2 separate regions of the Mus musculus genome follow, and region 2 is linked to region 1. The links are chromatin contacts, called in public promoter capture Hi-C maps. All regions are on one chromosome and are shown on one strand. Each heading gives the region's core, a stretch centred on a gene start, on an enhancer-like site or on the middle of the called end of the contact. The rest is flanking DNA. Distances are from core to core; before and after follow the strand shown. Region 1 holds the start of Tlcd2 (TLC domain containing 2). Region 2 holds the start of Aldoc (aldolase C, fructose-bisphosphate).

Evidence for each region. Promoter capture Hi-C pulls out the DNA fragments that hold promoters and counts their contacts.
Region 2: a promoter capture Hi-C map of embryonic stem cells shows a contact between it and region 1, with 7 times the contacts expected there. The contact joins the promoter of Aldoc here to the promoter of Tlcd2 in region 1. A contact is called at or near these places in 2 of 39 promoter capture datasets (embryonic stem cells and frontonasal cranial neural crest).

What each region holds. Positions count from the first base shown.
Region 1 is chr11:75,462,504-75,469,892 of GRCm38.p6, reverse strand. It overlaps Tlcd2 (TLC domain containing 2), which reads right to left and starts at 1,843. Exons shown (of 5, transcript NM_027249.3): 1 at 1,516-1,843; 2 at 1,254-1,336; 3 at 969-1,051; 4 at 1-421. The coding sequence starts at 1,688. Mir22hg (Mir22 host gene (non-protein coding)) reads right to left here. Exons shown (of 3, transcript NR_030711.1): 2 at 6,036-6,200; 3 at 3,203-4,586. It overlaps Mir22 (microRNA 22), which reads right to left and starts at 6,177; the gene lies at 6,083-6,177.
Region 2 is chr11:78,321,767-78,328,529 of GRCm38.p6, reverse strand. It overlaps Aldoc (aldolase C, fructose-bisphosphate), which reads right to left and starts at 5,457. Exons shown (of 9, transcript NM_001303423.1): 1 at 5,308-5,457; 2 at 4,017-4,140; 3 at 3,715-3,926; 4 at 3,567-3,621; 5 at 3,321-3,481; 6 at 3,118-3,201; 7 at 2,714-2,888; 8 at 2,396-2,595; 9 at 749-2,268. The coding sequence starts at 4,128. The coding sequence ends at 2,176. It overlaps Spag5 (sperm associated antigen 5), which reads right to left. Exons shown (of 24, transcript NM_017407.3): 24 at 6,073-6,402. The coding sequence ends at 6,331. Pigs (phosphatidylinositol glycan anchor biosynthesis, class S) reads right to left here and starts at 108. Exons shown (of 12, transcript NM_201406.1): 1 at 22-108. The coding sequence starts at 55.

The DNA.
Region 1 (7,389 bases), core at 594-3,093:
TGAGAGTGGAAGTGTTCCTGGCAACAGGCTCACGTGTCTTGGTTTCCTTGTGCATGAGGATAAACGGGTAGGGCTGAGACTGCAAGATATCCTTGGTCAGAATTCGGATCCCTGTGGAGATGCTTATGCTGCCCACGGTGACCAGCCCAGCCACACAAAGCAGAACCAGAGCAAGAGACAGCTGGTAGTGCTGCCGGGACAACCACAGACTCATCCATCCCAGAGGCAGAAGGCGGAAGAGGACCAGGGTGGCCAGGCTGGCCCAACTGCTTACTCTGAAGGCCAAGGATGGGGCCTTATGGGAGAGCAGCAGTAGCTTCCGTAGATGCAAACAGATGGAGTTCAGCTCCAGAAGCAGGGATACCATAGAGAAGCCCACATAGTGGCCAGACACAACAGCGGTGCTGAGGCAGCTCACTACCTGCAGGCAAGGTTCAAGGTTCAGGCTTTGCATGACCTGTGCCCAACAAGTCCCAGCTCCTTATCCTAGGGACACCCACGCATGTTTTTTCTACTCTCTGCCTCATCCTTCCAGGTATCAGCTTTTTAAAAATTAGTATTTATTTATTTTTTATTTATTCACTTTATATTACCCAAGCATTTTTTAGGACTGCCTCCAATCCTGACCTTTCTGCTGACCCTTATCTAGGGGGCATGAGCAGCCCTGGACCAGAGGTTCTCTTACCCCAAGCCACACTATTTGCATAGCATACCCTAGCTTTCATTCCTGGCTTTTTTTTTTTTTTTTTTATGATCAGCTGGAGGTTTGTGGGGAGAACCAAACTCCTTGGGCAGTGCCCAGGAGTGGCTAGCAGTCAAAACCTCCCTCCAACTCAATCCAAGTCTGAGAGGATAGGTTTTCAGGGGGCTTTGTGGAAAAGTCAGAGGACAGAACACTGAAGAGAGAGGTTGGGCCCTTGAGTTGGACATGCTCCCTTACTACCTGGCCTCTCCCTTCAGAGTCTTACCGCCAAATGGTGACAGAGAAGGTCCCAGGCCTGGGCCAATGTCTGGTTCCACAGCATATCAACTCCATCTGCAGCGAAATAACCTGAAGGCACCGGAGAAGACTATGAGGCTCCTCGCTCAGAGCTGATGCACAGCCTAGATATCTCAAGTCCCACTTTTCTCAGGTCCTTAATTCCTCACAGCAAACCTCCAGCAACATCTGCTCCATTCCAAAGATGGGGGAGGAACCTAGAATTCCCGGTCCAACAAGGCCTTTCCCGATTCAGCCTTTTCTGTACACTCACCCACTGACACTGCTACTAGGACCCGTGCCCACGGTGGGTGATCATTAATTGGGTCGGTGACCATTTGAGGAAACTGCCACAGCCTGGAGAAGACAAAGAGCTAAGGTCAATTTCTCCCAGACCTAGATCCATTCTCCCACTGGGTACTCCCACCCATCCACAACCCAAACCAGTTCCATTCCAAAAGGTTCCAACTTCAGTCTTCCAGGCCCTCTTTTCCACCCCCGCCCCTCAGTGCTTTGTCAGTCCCCAAGTTCCGCACCCGACCAGCGCCCCTACTCCAGAGAGTAGGCTGTGTATCAGCGAAACGAAAATGTTCCGCCACATCCAGCGGTCCCGAACAGATTTCGGGGTGGGCAGCAGCTGCAGCCCCCAGTGCAGTCCCCGAAACGCCGTGAAGGAAGCGCCAGCCACAAGGAGTCCCCAGGATGCCATGGTCTGGGCAGGTCAGCTAGGTTTCAGTCAGTTTCTCTGATCCTGGCACCCGGTGCCCGGGACCTCGAAGGGGCCCCCCTCCGGCAGAATCGGGATCTAGCTTTTCCACCCTGCTGTGCCTGGGGCTTCCTGGCCTGTATTATCTTTCCAGCGTGCTGTAACTTTTCCTGGCTTGTCCACGCCCCTATCTCTCGGCTGCTCATTGATTGGCGCAGCCATGGGGCCACCTCGGGTGAAGCCATGGAACGGATGGCGTCCCGCTCCTGCTTGGGTTTAGCAGTTTGGGGCTTTCTGGCATCAAGTTCGGCTACTGAGTTCAGAGGCCTTACAACACATTAGAGGTCTTCTCCAACACCACTAGTCTCCGAGCCCCTTGGGGTTCCAGAAAGTCATCTAGTTTACCCCCACCTGACTAGTCTGGGGCTCCGCCCCACTAACTTTCACCTTCTGTTCTGGTTCCCTCATCTCTCACCTACTGGTCATCCTTACCCACAGACCAGAAGGTACAGGGCCAACAGAGCCAACTCCTGAGGGCCCAAATCTTGCACCATCTCACCTTTACCTCAGAGCACGCCAGTCAGGCAGAGCCGAGCTCTGCCCACCTGTAACTTCCTTACATAGTACTACCCAAACGGAACAGCTTATGGGAGAATCCCTTCTTGAGTCCTACCCCCTCCCCCCCCCCCAAACATCACCAAGAAACTTTATTAGGTAGAAGAAGCAAATGGAAGACACATACACCTCCCCTCCCCAGGTCTCAAGTAAGAAAAACAAACAAGCTAAAAATAAGACTCTTCAGATTCTAGACCCCTTTGGCCTTAAGAGGAATATCCTTTCCAACCACAAATCCCCCAAAGAGTGACAGGTTTTGAGCATTTCCCTTCTTTCTTATTCTAAGCCACACCTCCTTAGCTGGCTGACAGTCAGAAAGTCAGAGGAATGCTTCCTGTGTGTAGAGAGTAGGTGGATTCAGACAATTAATGAAGTTCATAGAATTGACTTTAGTGTGGTGGAGCTTGAAAAGGCCCCTGGATATGATTCCTAGCTCCAGTGTACACACACACATACACACACACACACAAGCATGCACACACACACTCAAGAAGCAATAGGTATCCCAAGCAAACATTTTCTTTCACCTGGCACTTGGTGTAGCCCATCCTCCTACAAGCAAATTCTCCAAAATCTAAACATGACAATGAGGACTAGAGGGAGAGATGGCTTTAGTGGCTAGGAGCATTTGCTGCTCTTCTAGAGGACCTGAGTGCGATTCTGAGCATCCACATCAGAAGATCCAAACAGCGTGCAGCTCCAGGGAATCTGATGCCCTCTTCTGGCCTCTGCAGAATGTGCACCCACACTCTGGTGCACAAAGACACATAATATAACATACAAATATATTTTTTAAAAATTACAGAGGGAGTGAAGAGACGGCTCAGAAGTTAGCGCTAGCTGCTTTCAGAAGACAATGTTGGATTCCTGCCACTCACAGGCAAAACACTCATAAAAGAGTAAAAATTTTAAAACATTTATTTGTCTTTTGTATTTTATTTAACATATGAAAGCAATGCACAATATTTAAAAATTAGAAAGACAGAAAAAACAAGGGGAAAATTCACAATTGTACTATCCCACCATACAAAAACAACCATTCTTAACATTTTGAATCCACTTTCAGTGTTTTTTTAAAAAATATATTACAAGTATGCATTCATATTTTAAAAACAGTCACAAACTCATACTTTTCATAATCTTTTTAGTATTCAGTATTTATATTTCCACTCAATTGGATGGTTTTTAAAAAAATATATTACAAGTATGTGTTCATATTTTAAAAACAGTCACAAACTCATACTTTTATAATCTTTTTAGTATTCAATATTTATATTTCCACTCAATTTTTCTTCTGTAAGACTTTGGATGGCTGCACAGAACACCACCATCAGATGAATATAATTTACTTAGGCAAGCCCTAGCTATACATTTTCATGACAGCAGAAAAGGAATGGACTTCCAAACAAACAGCTGCGTTCCATTTTTCTCTATTACAACCCTGAGATGAACATTTTATAACCAAATCCTTATTTTAGGATACATTTCTAAGACAGCAAACTACCAGGTCCAAAGGCATCTCTCACAATGGTTGGTACTGCCACACACAAGGCACAGGAGCCTTCTTCTGGCTTTCATTTGCTTGTTGTATTATGATCAGGGAAAACGGTTTCAGCCACATCTGCTTTCTTTGAATTACTAACCAATGCTTTATTTTATTTTGTTTTATTTTTTGAGACAGTCTCATATAGCCCAGGCTGGCTCAGAACTCATTGTATAGCAGAGGATTACCTTGAATGTAGGCTCCTTTGCCACCACCTCCAGAGTGCCGGGATTGCAGACCTGGGCCAACCTGTTCAGTTTTATGCAATGCAGAAGACAGAACCAGGGCTTGGTGCATGTTAAGCAAACCTACCAACTGAGCTACAACCCCAGTCATAGATATGTTTTCCCACAGTGTTACACATTTGAATCTCTTTTTGAATTTGCTGTGTATTTCCTTTCAGAGGTGGCTCATGCTCCTTGAGGCTGTTTATAGAAACTGCAGGGTAGAGATGGGACCATACTTCCTGGAGGCCCTTCATCTCCCAGGAAGGCAGGTCCTGAGAGGAGATGGCTGGAAGCACGTGTCTTTCACTGAGGCTGGCTGGCTGCTCTCTTTCCTGGTGTTCTCCAGGCTTCTACGTGCCTCTCTGACCAATGTCCGGATAGGCCCTTGTGGTTCCAGGCCAGGTCCTCCACTGTCTTGTGCCTGCCTCTGTTGCTTCCAGGCTGCCCTTTCTCACCTCTGAGGCTCCATGTTGGATGAGGACAGCAGAGCCATGTACCCAGTGCTGGAGGGACACACTGTGGCCAGGGAAGGGAGGAGGAAAGAAAGCAAGCGAGGTCGAGGGAAGGGCAATCTTTGTCGCAATGTGTGAGCCGACTCAGCCTCCCCAGCCCGTCTGCTACAGTCCCTTACACATCCTATCCCTCAGCTTAGACTGCAGTGGGGCTGGATTAGATGATCTAGTCTCCCCTATGACTTTCAGTTTCTCACAAATGGGGAACAGGCTAGAACTCCTCCTCCTGTCAAATACAACAAACAGCCTCCTGTACCCCCTGAACCCATCTTCTGTTAGGAAGACTGGGCCAAAGGTGAACCACAATCAGAGACCAAGCCCATACGTGAGAATGAATCAGGAGCTAGAGGCAGCAGAAGGGACTCATATCATACAACCCATCTCCCCTGACAATTTCTTGCCTGCACAGTATTGAGCAGAGTCTCACTATCCTGGAAAGCAAAGGCAGAAAATAAATGGCAGTGGTTGCTAGAACCCAACCAAGAGCTACAGTTTTGCTTTAGGTGGAGGGAAAGCCTTGGACCACCCATGCATGGTGAGAAGCCAGTAGAGGACTAGCCTCCCACGAGCTTGCCTGGGACTTAACCATAGCCTTTCCTTCCATCCTAATCCCCCTGAGCTGGGTGAGTAGTCAGGGGGTGGGGGAAGGACAACAGTTCATGTGAAGAGCTGTTTCGTTTCCATCCACGAGAAGAGAAGAGCCCAGGCTCTGAGTCACCACTGGTGGACTTTTAATGCCCTCCTGCCTACTTATCTATGGGATTCCCCATTATACAGGTGGAAAAATCCACAGGTGTAAGGGTAAGTACCCCTAAACCCAAAATCTGGGCCAGACTAAAAATAAATAAAGAAATGTAAATACAGCCGGGCGGTGGTGGCACACGCCTTTAATCCCAGCACTTGGGAGGCAGAGGCAGGCAGATTTCTGAGTTCGAGGCCAGCCTAGTCTACAAAGTGAGTTCCAGGACAGCCAGGGCTATACAGAGAAACCCTGTCTCGAAAGACAAACAAACAAATAAACAAAAAAAGTAAATACACAAATGACTACTTAGAACGGAGTTTCAATGTCCCCCTTCCTGAGTACATTTACTTTTGGACCTCATGGAAAGGAAAGTGTGTGTGTGTGTGTGTGTGTGTATGTGTGTGTATGTGTGTGTGTGTGTGTGTGTGTGTGTGTGTGTGTTGGCATGGTGATGATGAAGATAAGAAAGGCAGGCCTACAAGGAAGTCTCAGTAAACAGACAGACTTTTCCTTCTATTTCTTCCCACTGCCACACAGACATCAACTAATCTTGGGGAGGTGGAGTCACCTATTCCCCAATTTATAGACAGTGCCTTTAACCTAAATCTTTCACTGGGCCAGTGGGGGTAAGGGCTCCCCAGAGGACCAGGGTTTCCCTCCCATAAAGCCATCACCCCAGCTGTCCAGACCTTCCCACCCCAGTTCTGTCACCTTCCGGATGATAGGCAAAGCTGCTGCTTCTCCTCTTCCTCCACGAAGCCAGGGGCAGAGGGCAACAGTTCTTCAACTGGCAGCTTTAGCTGGGTCAGGACATAAAGCTTGCCACTGAAGAACTACTGCGGCTCAGCCAGGTGAGGGTGTGGGAGGCACAGGTTCCTAAAAGGAAGGGGAGGAAAAAAAAAAACAGGAAAGCTGGGTGACAGGGCCAGCGACCCAGAGGCCATCCAAACCTGGCTCTAGCTGACTTTCAGTACCTTCTAATGAGGGGTTCTTGAATAAGAAGCAAGAGGCTTCTAAATGCACTTGCTTTGTGCCCCTTTACAGACTAGGAGCTGGCAACTCTTGGCAACCTGCTAAGGAGCCCAGCATCTTCGGCATTCAAAGGGCAGGGTGTAGAACCCAAGTCCCAAGTTAAAAAAAAAAATGTACTTCAGAAATATGAGCTCTGTGATCAACTCAAATGACTTGTTCTTAGGGAATTCAGCAGCAAGGAGGGTTTGTGTAGGGTTAGAAATGGGAGGGGCACTAGAGTTGGAAGGTCAGCAGGGGCTCTCAGGAGTCTGAGGGAGGACAGCTGACCAAAGGCAGGAGGGGAGGGAGGTATGGGTAGGGTGGCTGGGCAGCTTCCTCAGGACTAGAGATGCCAGGCATTCCGCTTGCACATTCCGGGTACATCTGGTATGAATTCCAGGCTGTCTGCCGGCCCCTCCACGTCTGAACTTTGTTCCAAGTTCCAAGCCCCGCCCCCACAGTTCCAACGCATGAATCAGCAGTAAAAGCCGGGGCCCTACAGCATGGCTCAGGGAGGGGGCTGGGGGCGTGGCAGGCTAGAGGGCTGGGAGCCCGAGAGGGTGGTTCTGCACAGTCAGTCCAAGGACATGGCCACTGCCAGATAGAAGGGCCAAGGAGACTTTGCCTTGGGATTTCTATTTTCAGAGAGTGGAAAGATTACACTAGGGTGGGCAACTTTCAAATTCCAAAAGCCTCTTGGGAAGTATAAACTTTGTCGGATCTTCCTTCTCCTAGGTGATCAGTCTCTGTCCACTTCTCTCTGCCCAGGATAGCTCTGTTCAGGCCACAGGGTTCACTGGCTGCTGAGAGTTTGTGCCAAGCAGGTGCCCTTGGCTGCGGGGCGGGGTGGGCCCAGGGCACTGACCCTCTGACCAGCTGCTCCATCAACTCTCTGGCACCATGACAGCTTCTAGCCTACTCTAACAGCCAGGGTGACAGGCCAAATGAGTTGGAGACTGAAACTAGGGCCAGAGGGAGGTGGGAACGTTAGCCTAACCGGAGGCCGTGGGGAGGGGCCAAGAGTTGGCCAGGAGGTGGGGAGAGAGGGAGCCCA
Region 2 (6,763 bases), core at 4,208-6,707, 2.9 Mb before region 1:
TCCACCTGAAATCCACCGCACCTAGGTCCGTGGCCGCAGCTCCTGCGGCCGCCATGGTCCCTTCCGGCTGCCCAGGTCGCCGATGGGGCGGGGCCTCATGAGCTTTCTCCAATCGGAAACTCCAGAATGAGGGGGCGGGACCACGGTGCGCGACCGCTGCCAATCACGAGCAACACTGCTGACGCACGCCAGTGCGCAGGCGGAGCCCGTGAGAGGGTACGCGCTCGGCTACACTTTCAATCTGACCCTGGCTTTTCATTGAGTGCACCTGGTACTGTTTAGCTCTACAACGCCAGTTTAGAGAAGGCGATAATCTCCATGTAGCCCAGGCTGGCCTCGGACTCTGGGCCCTCTCCAATGCAGGGGATTACATGCACCACCACGTTCAGCGGAAGGGGAATATTTACTTAAATGAAGTCGAGCTTATCAAGAACCTGACTCCCGAAAAGTTTTCTAATGTCATTTCTTTTTTTTTTTTTTCTTCTTTTAAAGATTTATTTATTTATTATATGTGAGTACACTGTAGCTGTCTTCAGACGTACCAGAAGAGGGCATCAGATCTCTGTTACAGGTGGTTGTGAGCCACCATGTGGTTGCTGGGATTTGAACTTCGGACCTTTGGAAGAGCAGTCGGGTGCTCTTACCCCCTGCGCCATCTCACCAGCCCCTAATGTCATTTCTAACATAGGTCTTTTCTTCAGAGCACCAGCTCTTCAAAGCTTAAAGATAAAACTGACAAAACGGTAACTTTTTAGCATGGTTGGCTACTATGTGATTAATTTTATTTTAGTTAATGTTGAGACAGATCTCCCTATACGATCCAGAGGGTTAAAGTGATCCTGTCCCTAATGTCTGATACCTCAGCCTCCCAACTAGCCGAGACTATAGACTAGGATTTAAAAATCGATTCCAATTCGAGCGATTGAGGATGCTTCATTGAAAAATTCCTGAGCACAGCCTCTATATAGTAATGCCTGCTGTTCGAATCCTAAATAGCCTCTCAGCCTCTCTTTGAAGCCTGTTTCCTCCTATGAAAAGTACAATGGTACCTACTTTACAGAGCTGTGTTAATGCATATAATAATGGTTAGAAGAACAGTGCCTGGCAGAAGCATATGGAAATTGCTGAGTTAGCTGCTTTGATTATAAGGTCAGGCCACACAGAGCAGAACATCAATGACTTTTCCAGTGCACATCTGTCTAGTGTCACCCTACCTCACACTCTAGCCCAGGGGTAATCATTCACCACAAAGCCCTATCAGTTCTAACAAGTCCAGAACCCTCCGATGAATCCCTTCTCTACATGGAAGTGGGTCATAGCCCTTGGCAAGCTTCTAGACACTCAGCTCTGTAGCCCCGAGGCTTGGAAGGTTTCCTTATTGGAAAAGACCTAAGTGCACATTCTTCAGAGATGGAGGAGAACTGGCCCACTCTGATCCCTGCTTGTCCCCTTTGAGCCTTGCACAAAATGGAGTTTCTCATCCTGCTGGATCCTTTAATGTGTCAGTCCCTGGAAGACCTGTACCCTCCTCTCCACCCCCAGGCCCTCTAACAACAACTCCAGCTTTGGAAATCAGCAGGTAGGAGCCTGAGCTAGGGATGGTGAGCCAGGTGAACCCTTCCTCCACAAAACTTGAAGCTCAGGAAAACTCAGATCTCACCTCACCACCACCACCACAATCAGAGGGGCTCTGAGATAGGATCAGCAAGAGGTCGCACACATGGAGGTAGACTTTGGTATGTGCAACAGACAGACAGACAGAGCGGTGTGCTGTGTTTTGCTCTCATTTATTTGCTATGTACTCAGAGCATAAGGAGCACGAGTCAGGGCTGGAGTTCACGTCCCCCTGATCCCAAGAGAGAAAATTAGCAAGCAGAGCCCAAGGACAAACTATACCATCAAGGGTAACTGTAAGGGCTGGTGGAGACAGGAAAAAGGTCCACATGTTCTGTTCTGACTTCTAGAAAGTCCCCCCATCTTCAAACATGGGAGGGCATCTCTACCCTCCCATCCTGTGGTCTCGGGTACAGCAATGTAAGGCATGTGAGATGTGAGATGACTTGGCGCTGGATAAAGATATCTCTGTTCTGCATAGCTATTTGGCCCTGGCTGTGACTATAGGCAAAATGGGATGTGCATTGCTAGGCCAAGGGCTGTGGGTAGAGTCAGCGTGCCTCAGTAGGCATGGTTGGCGATGTAGAGGGACTGTGCTGCCGCTCCGCCATCTCCACTGCCTTCATATCTGCCCTGGGCTGCAAGCCCGTTCATCTGCAAAACGGAATGGGATTCAATGAGCAGACTGAGCCAGACCACGGATGTGGAATGCACGCTGCCCGGTTTGGGACCTCTGTGGTCCACAGAATCCCTCCCCAAGTCATCACCTCTAGCTCCCTACCTCTGCCCGCTTGATAAACTCCTCAGTAGCAGCCCCAGCATTATCCCTTTGTCCTCTCCAGGCATTGAGTGCAGATGCCTGCAGGGCACGCCCATAGGAGAAGGTGAGGGCCCAGGGCCGGGGAAGTGGGCAGCGGTTGATGGCATTGAGGTTGAGAGAAGCCTCCTCTTCACTCTGACCCCCAGACAGGAAAGTCACCCCTGGAGTAGAAGGAGAAGACAGACTGACTGATCATTCTCTGTCTTGCCCAGGGTAAAGGACCCCGGTGTCATGGAAAACCCTCAAGTCAGACCTGAAGGGATAGGAGCAGTTTAGTACCTGGGACAGCTGGGGGCACAGTACGACGCAGGGCAGTGACAGTTGCCATGGCGATCTCTTCTGGGCTATACTTGATGGGACAGGCATGGCCAGGGGTCACCATATTGGGCTTGAGCAGAGTCCCTTCGAGGTATACATGATGGTCACTCAGGGCCTTGTATACAGCAGCCAGGACCTGGGGAGCAGAGGAGGTTTGTACAGGGCTGGGACCACTGCCTAGCGCACTGTGCTCCTCACCCAGGGGTAGGTGGGTACAGGAAACCAAGGGCTCAGCATAGACTTAGTCTATGAAGCCCGTTTGGGTATCAGTAAAGATCCTTAAGGGAAAGTGTGCCTGGATCTTAGCAGGGATGGGGTACAGGCACCCCTGCTAGGCTGTCCCTCCCGGCTATGTTTGGTCTTACCTTCTCTGTAACATACTGGCAACGTTTGAGGTCATGGTCTCCGTCAGGCAGAATCTCAGGCTCCACAATAGGCACGATCCCATTCTGAAAGCAAGAGCAGGGTTAACTGGAAGAAGTAGAAGATAGGATGGGAGAAAGCCATGAAAGCACATCTCCACCGGCCCCGGGGCCCTCATCCAACCACCCAACCCCCCAGCACACACCTGCTGGCAGATGCTGGCATAGCGGGCCAGCACGTTGGCATTCTCCAATATGGCCAGTGCCGACGGCGTGCGATCACTGATTTTTAGTACACAGCGCCATTTGGCAAAATCAGCACCGTCCTTCTTATACTGAGCACAGCGTTCCAAGAGCCCATCCAGCCCTGAAAACACAGTGCCAGCCTTACCACCCTGCCTCCATCTTGCCAGCATCAACATGTCCCACCCCTGTACCCACCCAACAGGTACCTTGAGTGGTGGTTTCCCCGTCGGTCCCAGCTAGAGGCACTACACCCTTGTCAACCTGCAAGGGAAACAGATAGAGGTCTGGCTTGTCACCCTCTTATATACACTGGTTTCCACACCTAGCCCCCAGGCACCACCAGGGACTGTGTACCTTGATGCCTACGAGAATGCCCTTATCCTGGATGGTGCGGACGAAGGGGACACCATTGTCATCTTTCTGGTAGAGTGTCTCATGGAAGAAGATGACCCCCCCAATGCACTTTTTCACACGGTCATCAGCACTGAATAGGACCTGGCGGTACAGCCGGCGATTCTCCTCAGTGTTCTCCACCCCAATTTGGCTCAGCCTTTTGGCCATGCTGCCTAGAAGCAAGCAAAGGGGAGACAGGCTGGTTCTTTGGCTAGAATTCCTTGGCAACCTCTCCTCAACCCTGACCACAGGCTCCCACTTACCTACGGACTCATCTGCAGCCAGAATGCCCTTGCCGGGGGTCACGATCCGTAGAGCAATATCCGACAACTCCTTCTTCTGCTCAGCAGAAAGAGCTGGGTATGAGTGGGGCATGATGACAGTTGTCTAGAATGGAGAAGACATAAGCTCTAGACTCCGAGGACCTTCTACTTCCTCTCCTAACCAAACAGGCTTCCCAGCACGGGGCTGGGAGCAGGAGAGCAGCCTTTGGCCTGGAGCCTGGGCATCAAAGTGGTATCAATCTCTTTGACAGCTAACAGAGTTAGGGCCCCAGTTCCCACATCTCCTTTTGTTCCTGGTGGGCACCCTTCCCAGCTCCAGAAGAGATGCAGCGTGGGGGATGGGAGGCGACAGCCCTGAAGCCACAGGTCTTCCTGGAAACTGCTGCCAGGTTGAGAATGCCAGCTCTTCTTTCACTGAATCTGGCCCCTTCCTGAGGTAAACAGAAAACCTGTTGTTTCTGATTTTTGCTTTCCTGCTTCCCCTTTCTTTTCTTCAAAAGGGTCCCTAAGGCGGGGGGGGGGGGGGATCACTTTTCTCAAAGGTTTGTGAATGAGACGTTTAACCTACAGCATCCTTCCCCAAGTCTAGTGGAAGGCAGGGGGCAGGGAGTAGCAGTGGTACAGGTACTGAAAACCTGACTGCCTTTGCTACTGCCTACTCCCCTACCTATGGTGGAGATTGACTCCCAGGGCTGCAAGTATGGTAGGAGAGAGGCAATATCAGCATACATGAGAGGACAGGAAAGAGACATCACCAGATCATCCCTAGTACCCGGCATTCCCTCATATGCAAGAGGCACAGGAAATAGGGAGGCTTGGCTCCCCACAACTCAGCCTCCTAGTAGAGACCCCAGAGGCGAGGAATTAAGGCTGAGTGAGTGGATTATGGGAAAGAGGGAGAGATGCAGGAAAAGCAGGAAGGAGACCTGGAAGAGGTGAGACGGGTAATGGTGATACAAGCTAACCGGTCCTGATGCTCTTCCTGGGCCTATACCCTAGAGTAGAGGACAAGCCTAGAAGAACCAGAAATGGACTGAGATTAAAATGTCCTGGGTGGAATGCACTGACCCCAATGAAAAAGTCCTGGAGGCATATGACTTGGAACTGGAAAGGAGAACTAGAAGGAAGAAGAGAAGCACGGTTTTCCTGAGCCATGCATGGGGTTTCAAAACCACAGAAAGCAGAGGAACTTGGGTCCCAGGGAGAGGGCAAGGACAGCATGGGAAGACAAACCGGACGCGAGCATCTCAGGCTCGCTTGGAGACCTTACCTATACTCAGCCAGTCACTCAGCCAGTCAGCCGCGGGAGCCACAGCACAGCTCACTTTTCCTCTGATTAGCTCGGTCCAAGCTGGAGTAAATAAGGTGGCAGCACTTGCCGCAGAGCTACGTGACTCCCTGGGGGCGTGACAGATACCTCCCGTCCTGGTCCCGCCCTCTCCCCAGGACTGGTCTAGGGTAAGGCCACGCCCTCAGAGGTGGAGTAGTGAGGTGGAGTGATTCCTCTGCCAGGGTCCGGAAGGTTGTTAGAGACGATGCCCTTCCCACATCATGGAACCCTGCCAACAGGGCCCTAGAGGGAAGAGATGGACTTGTGTTTGTCTCTACCACAATCAGTCCTTTGCTGTGTAAGGCATTATGTGGAATGTTGGGGATTAAGCCTGGTTTAGAGGAGAGATCTCTAAACATCAGCAGGTAGGGCAGAGGCCCACCTAACAGTGCCCCACTTCAAGACATGGAATAATGGAATTGAGTTTCTGTGCTCTGCCCCATATTTACCAGTGCCTACCCCCAAGGGGGATGGGGAAAGTAAGTGAATGGAGTCTTTTCTGTTCCCCCCAGGCAGTGGTCCAGGGAACAGGCAGTCCATTGCCCTCCCCCCCACCCCCTTTTTTTGTTGGTAGAAGAAGAGAATCAAGCAAAGAAAAGCAGTCAGCCTTGGCTTTAGCTGCAGCAGGAAGTGGTGAAGGGTGCCTAGGCTGAAGTGCTGATCTGCCCACTCCTACCCCCAAAATAAGATTCAGTGGACTGGAAGGACTACATTAAATACACTTTATTTAAATAACATAAAACATGGTCGGCTCTATGCCAATTGGTCTTATTATTGGGATAAGGGTTGGGATAAAGAGCCCTGAAGGAAACTGGAGTGGAGTGGAATTCATTTTTCAGGGTTTTTGCTGTGTTGTCTGTGTTAGGTTCCCAAATTCCTGGGATTTGGCAGCACTCCAACTTTGGCGTCTGGAGCAGCTGGAACTACAGGTGCACACCACTGCATTCCAATATTTTCAGTTTCTTAGCTCAGAAATTCTAGCAATCCTTGTAACTCCTTGCAACTCTTCATAGTCTCTGGGATAGACAACAGAGTCTGGGAAGAGACAGAAAACAGTTCTGAATCACAAGCCTGAAGCCAAAGCTCCTGGCCTGTGATGCTGGAAAAGTGAAAATGAAGCCACTGTAAGAAGTCAGGCTGAGGGCTGGAGAGATGGCTCAGCGGTTAGGAGCACTGCCTGTTCTTCCGAAGATCCTGAGTTCAAGTCCCAGCAGCCACATGGTGGCTCACAACCATCTGTAATGAGATCTGACTCCCTCAGAGGACAGCTACAGTGTACTTTCATATAATAAATAAATAAATCTTTAAAAAAAAAAAAAAGTAGTCAGGCTGAGAACCGGAGCCATGCTCCTCAGCCCCTCCGGCAGCCAGGTCCCACTACCTCCTTCACTTTTAC